2 separate regions of the Rattus norvegicus genome follow, and region 2 is linked to region 1. A link is a contact called in public Hi-C data. All regions are on one chromosome and are shown on one strand. The core of a region is the stretch at or near the end of the contact, and the rest is flanking DNA. Distances in the headings are between cores, read along the strand shown. Region 1 has its middle 47 kb from the start of Homer1. Region 2 holds the start of Homer1 (homer scaffold protein 1).

What was found. Hi-C and Micro-C count contacts between places; a contact is called where the count stands out from the background.
Region 2: a Hi-C map of psoas muscle shows a contact between it and region 1, with 1.5 times the contacts expected there. The contact joins the promoter of Homer1 here to the enhancer-like site in region 1. A contact is called at or near these places in 2 of 12 Hi-C or Micro-C datasets (frontal cortex and psoas muscle).

What each region holds. Positions count from the first base shown.
Region 1 is chr2:26,230,526-26,233,332 of GRCr8, forward strand. No RefSeq gene overlaps it. Among named protein-coding and RNA genes, the nearest start is that of Homer1, 47 kb to the right of the region's middle. Within about 2 kb of position 1,501, at least 21 of the 93 cell types and tissues checked have an H3K27ac peak or open chromatin away from gene starts, as enhancers often do.
Region 2 is chr2:26,277,392-26,280,344 of GRCr8, forward strand. It overlaps Homer1 (homer scaffold protein 1), which reads left to right and starts at 1,621. Exons shown (of 10, transcript NM_031707.2): 1 at 1,621-1,919. The coding sequence starts at 1,915.

The DNA of each region.
Region 1 (2,807 bases), core at 251-2,750:
CTGTTGGAGACCAGCTGACCCACTTTAAGACTGAATTTCTCTCTCTGCAAAACAGGAGTAAAAATCTCATGTCTGTTGAAATGTTGGGCTAGAGTGAAGATAAGGGAGTTGTGCATGCTTGAGCACACCATGTTCCTTACAAGACTTGTTACATGAAGGTGCAGCTTAGCATCACTAGAAGCTGGCTATAGGGACCGCACAATATGTCATAGATATCCCCTGGCTCAGACAGAGTTCTGGTTTAATAACTCCATTCATCCCAGGCTGAAATGCATTCATTTTTTCTTTTATTTATGAGTTGATGAATAAAGCCATGTGATGTTCTTATCAGTCGGGTACCATGCTATGTTTCAGTGCATGATTGTATTTTGTAACATTTAAGCTGGATTAAACACATCTATTATTGTTTGAAGTGCATGGGATGGAATCTGGGACCACATCAAATAAATTATCACTTTGCACTGCCACAGCCCATGACATACATTTAATGTACTGAGACTACTAATCAGCTTAGCAACACAGTACACTAAGGAGGAGGATTCGTTGTTTCTTCTGGGATCTGCAGGTGCAGTTCCTCTGCCAAGAGTGCGTGTTGGACTGAGGTCACTCGTCCAGGAGAAGGTCAAAATCCAAAGTACGTGTTTTCCTTGATCCGTATTGTCTCATCATCATAAAGTGGCAGCGCTCTAAGTCAAATATCGCGTAAACCGTTGACTAACTGTATAGAAGTTGGGAGACACCTGCCATTTTAAAAATAATTATTCTCCAAAGGAAAAAAATAACACTTTTCACAAACTATAAAATAATTTCTTTTCAGGAAAGAATAAGAATATGAAAAAATAATAAAAATGAAGATAGTTAGCCTTGAATTTAAATACAAAAATCAACACATGAAGGAAGATTCAAGTTCCAAGTTGGTATATTTTCGTTTTCTCAGCATTTCAGTGAATAAAAATATACATTTAACTATATTTATTTTTAAAATGTCTGATCTTTTATATTTATTTTTAAAAAGTCTGATTTTTTAAAAATCTTTTTATTGGCTCTCCCCCTTGTTATCTTTGTCTTTTCCACAGTTCTGCTGCCTTTGAGAATGTTTTTTTCCTCCTTATAGGCTCATCTGACTTTCCAGGAGACAGCTCAAAAGAGCTGGGGCAAATGGGCTCCAAGCCAGAGACTTCAAGTTGAGCGGGTGCCCTGCCTTGGGAAGTGCAGCCCTGGGCAAGCCACTTCTGCTAAGAGACATAGCCCCACAGAATGGGGTTATTAAGCAGTAGCTAAACTATAGTTATCACCAAATTTTATTGATTTTCATATTGATTTTTGTCTACAGAAAGCTATCAGTTTTGCTTTCATCCATAATCATGCCTTGCTGGATAGCCTAAGTTGTTTATAGATCACAGCTTCTGTCATCCTCAGGTTTAGATACCCAACACTCTCCCTCCTAGACTCCACGACACCCTTCCCTCCGACTGGTGACTCATGTCTGAGCTGTCAGGCTTTCCTGGTTTGTATTCACCTCGGGACAGTCTCTGTTCTTGCTTCCCTGGCCATCTTCACCTCCTGCTGGTTCTTCCTGCCCTGCACAGACCCACAATTCAAAACGATGGTTTTCCCTAGAGTCTGTGTGCTTATCCTTCCTCAAACTGCCTCTTGCTACTCAGAATCTCCACTACCATTTTCCCACAGGCTTCTTGCTGGCAAAGTCCTGAAGACTCTCCACGTCCCACAGCTTCCTGCTCTGTCTGCATCTTTTGCATAGCCTCCCTGTTCCTGCCATATTCCCTTCAGGTGTCGATTCTGATGGAGAATAGGCCCAAGATAGGTGGTGTACAGCGGTAACCCCAGCACACAAGAGCCTGTGTCAGGACAACTGCATGTTCCAGGCTTGCCTGGGATACTCTGCAATCGAAAGGAAGCAGAAGAGAACATGGCAAGTCTTTGCACACTGTGGTCTCATAACCAGAACAGCACCGGTGTGTGGTAGTCAGTGGTACATAGGCAGACATTTTCTAGTCTTCTTGGTCTTTGGACTTGGTTCTCTAGATTTTCACAATCCATGCATTTTAGCATAGCGCTGTGTGTGTGTGTGTGTGTGTGTGTGTGTGTGTGTGTGTGTGTGTGTGTGTGTTTTAGAGCACTGTATGTGCTCTAGATCTGGGGTACACCTTCCTCCTAGTTAGCACACCGCTGGTACTTACAATAAGCATCTCATGGGGCATCGTTACCGCATCACGCATGTTATTGCTTAAGTCAAAGCTTTTATAATTAGAACAGAGAATGACTCAACATCCTTGCAGGAGGGGAGGAGAGGGGGTGGGGTGTATTTAAGACACTGCAGTGAGGCTGTGGGCATCCAAGCACCGGCAGCCTCACGGGAAATGAAGCAGCTTCTCTGTCTCTCACTGTGTCCTGGCATCTTCTGTCAGCCCCATCAGGTTTCAACTGCCTGGTCATGTGTCCCATTAGTTTTGATGTAATTTGAGTCCCTAACACTCTTGCAGCCTGCCTCTGTTGCTTCCTTTCTTGTTCTCAAAGATCGAAGAGTGCACTCCGATGACAAGGCTTGCCCGTCTGGGCCAACCCACATTTATTTATTTATTCATCAAATATTTATGGGACACCCGATACGTGCTGGGTACACTTCTACACGCCGACATAAATTTGACAAGAAAGACAGATGAGAACGTGTCCCTGGGGAGCTTACCTTTGGCTTCCTTCCAGCCAGTCACTATCGGCAGTGTTTGAGCTGGAAAGCACCTTTGGCCTCATGCTCTGAGTTGGAAGTAGGAAGGCAATGTCATGGG
Region 2 (2,953 bases), core at 371-2,870, 47 kb after region 1:
CCCACTTTTCCCTGCCGCTTGGGATGTGAACAGCCCGGGGATGCTGCGGCAAACCCAGTGGGAGAGGGAGACAGGACTTTACCGGCGGCACTTCGGCACTGTTGCTATGAGTGATTCATTCGCATTTGGCACATTTGTGCAAGGAAACCTCCTCCCGGCGCTCCCTCTCCAAGCTCTCCACAGACAGTCTCCGGCGCCTTGGCCTTTAAGGAGAAGCGAGAGAAACCAGAGCAGGTGGGCACCGAACAGCTCGCCCAACCCGCCTCCCCCAGCTCCTTCCCTAATTTAGCAGTACTTCCGGCCGCGTGACATCATCCCCCGCACAAGGTGACGTGAGCGGAGGGTGACGTATGTGCGGAGAGGAGCGCGCTGACGTAGCTATTTAAAGGTCCTCCTGCGGGGAGGATGGAGACACAGCGCGAGCACCTGGCGTGTGGAACGGACGAGGCCGTCCAGAGCCAGCACAGGAGCCGAGCGTGTTGTCCGCCCGCTGCCCGCCGCTAGGGGAGGGGAAGAAAAAAGGGACGGACCGACGGACCGGCCGGCTTATCCCCTCCGGGGTTGATCCTCACCGCCGGGTCCGAGCCCGTGCCCCGCCTCCAGCGAGCCCCACCTCCTCCGCGGGCCTGCGGCGGCGGCGGCGCTCCGCCCCTCGAGCCGGGAGGGCCGCGTTCACTGCCCCGCCCCGCCCCGCCCCCTCTCCTGCTCCGCTGCCGTGCTCGCCTCACGCCGGCGGCGCGGACTGGGAAGCGGCGCCCTCGGCTGCGCTCGGTTCGGAACCCGCTCTGTGGAGTCAGAGGCAGCGACGGGCGCCAGGCCGCCCGGGCCGGCGGAGGCGGCCGCTGAGGGGAGTGTGAGGAGGCAGCGGCGGCCCTGGGAATGTGAGGCGGCGCGGAGCGGGAGAGAAGAGCCGGGGTGGGGGCACGAGCCGCGGCTGCCGTGCCTCAGACGAGCCGCGAGCCTCTCGCTTCAGCGCGCGACCGCCGGGAGCTTGGGGGCTGGGTGCGGGGGACCGCGCGGGGCTGGGTTCTCTGATTCATTCATTCTCCGCGGCCCGGAGCCCGAGGCCGCGGGTGCTGCGAGGAGAGGCGGGAAGAGGGGGCGGCCGCGAGCGGGGCTCCTTTGTGCTCGGCGGGGGCCGGGAAGCCGTGGGAGGTGGGCTCGGGCCCCCTGCGCTGCTCCCCGGCGGCCGCTGCGCCCCCAGCTAGCCGCCAGCCTGGAAATGGCTCCGCTGATGCTCCTCGTGAGAACGAATCGATCCTTCCCAGCCTTCTCTGCCTGCTCTCCACCTCCTCTCTGCTCCGAGTCTTAGGAGAACGAACATTCAAAGGACAGATTCCAATGTGGTGTGCTGTGCACATCGCGAGCGGCTGGGGTTTGCACTTCGAGATTTCTTCTTTATAATTTTTTTTTTTTAATGTAAGGGAGACAGTGGAATTGCTACCCGTAGAATTTTTATTCAAGTGCACGTCGCGTTGGGTTGCACGCTCCACCCCCAGGGACCTGGTGTGGTGAAATTTGAACCCACCGCCTTAGCCCAAAGGCCGAGTAACCTGGCTGCTTGAGTGTCGTGGAAGACGTGAGCGAAATGATCAGCGAACTCATTTTTTATCAGACTCACTGAAGCTGGCTTTTGCGTTTTTCTACACGTACACTAATTTTATGGAATAGTTAAAGTGCTATATTCTCCGCGCAACCTTTTCAAATTCCAAATGTTTGAACGTTTTGGTGTCAGCGCGAGTGAAATCATTTTACCGACAAGAACTAACTGAATTGTCTGCCTCGTTGAGTTGCCTCCGGAAAAGATCTCGGGGGTGGAAAAGCAACTGCAAAATAACAGACGGAGAAAATTCCTTGGAAGTTATTTCTGTAGCATAAGAGCAGAAACTTCAGAGCAAGTTTTCATTGGGCAAAATGGGGTAAGGATTTTGTGCTTATCACAGCTTTAAATCTGCTTATGCGTGTGTGCAGTTGAGCGGTGATGGTGACCATGTTTTTAAATTCGATCCCTTGGAAAACGGGTACTACTTTAAAATACAGATTATATTTGTATTATTGTAGAGTGACACCAGAGGTCCTAATTAGAATGTGTAATGTTTGTAACTCAGTTACAGTTTTATTAATGATATATATGAAGACAATGCACTTGTCTACCCTGAACCTCCTAATAGACCGAACCGCTGTATAGGTCACTAAATTTTGCTATCTTAGGTTTGGTTGGCGGTGTCGTTCAAAGCTGCACATTCTGCCAGTACTTTGTAGAAATGATCAGCTGTCCAAAGGGGGGATTGTAGTGAGTGGTTAGACTCCAGTCCTTGGAACTGATCCCTTGTAAGTTGCTGCCCTCGCAGTGCCCTGTTCTATCCTTGAACATCCGAAACCAAATATACAGCTTGGTTTACTGGGCATTAAACGGAAATCTCAGGCTGTTTCGATCTAAACGGTGTGGGTGCTGGAGAGGCAAGCTGTTGATTGAAGGAACGTGTTCACTTCTCTGTTTTGTTTCTTTTTAAGCTCAAACCTTTAGCTTGTGCCAACAGTGTCAGATTTACATATTCGGCATAGCCCAAAGCCAGCCTAGAGTGCATTTCCTAAACTTTTCATTCTAACACTGCTGCATAATAAAATGCTAGTTCCTTAATTAAGCTGGAAGCCTGTGTTATGGAGTGGGGATCTTCGCATTTCTTTAGTGGATTGTCAGTGCTGTCTCTGCATTCTTCCTCAGGTCCAACTAGCACCGATAAAAAAGTAGTTGAGGAACGAGGTTTGGAATGATGGATTTTGAAATTCATTGTGATAGCTTAGGAACACACACTTTATAAAGTTCTTGAATAGTTGCTTTTTTGCCCTAGTAATTACAATTCGAAGTTTATTGGCTTATACAACTTTGAAAATGTAGTCATGTGTCATAGCAGTTCTTCCTCAGGAATTAATTATGAGTTGATAATTATTT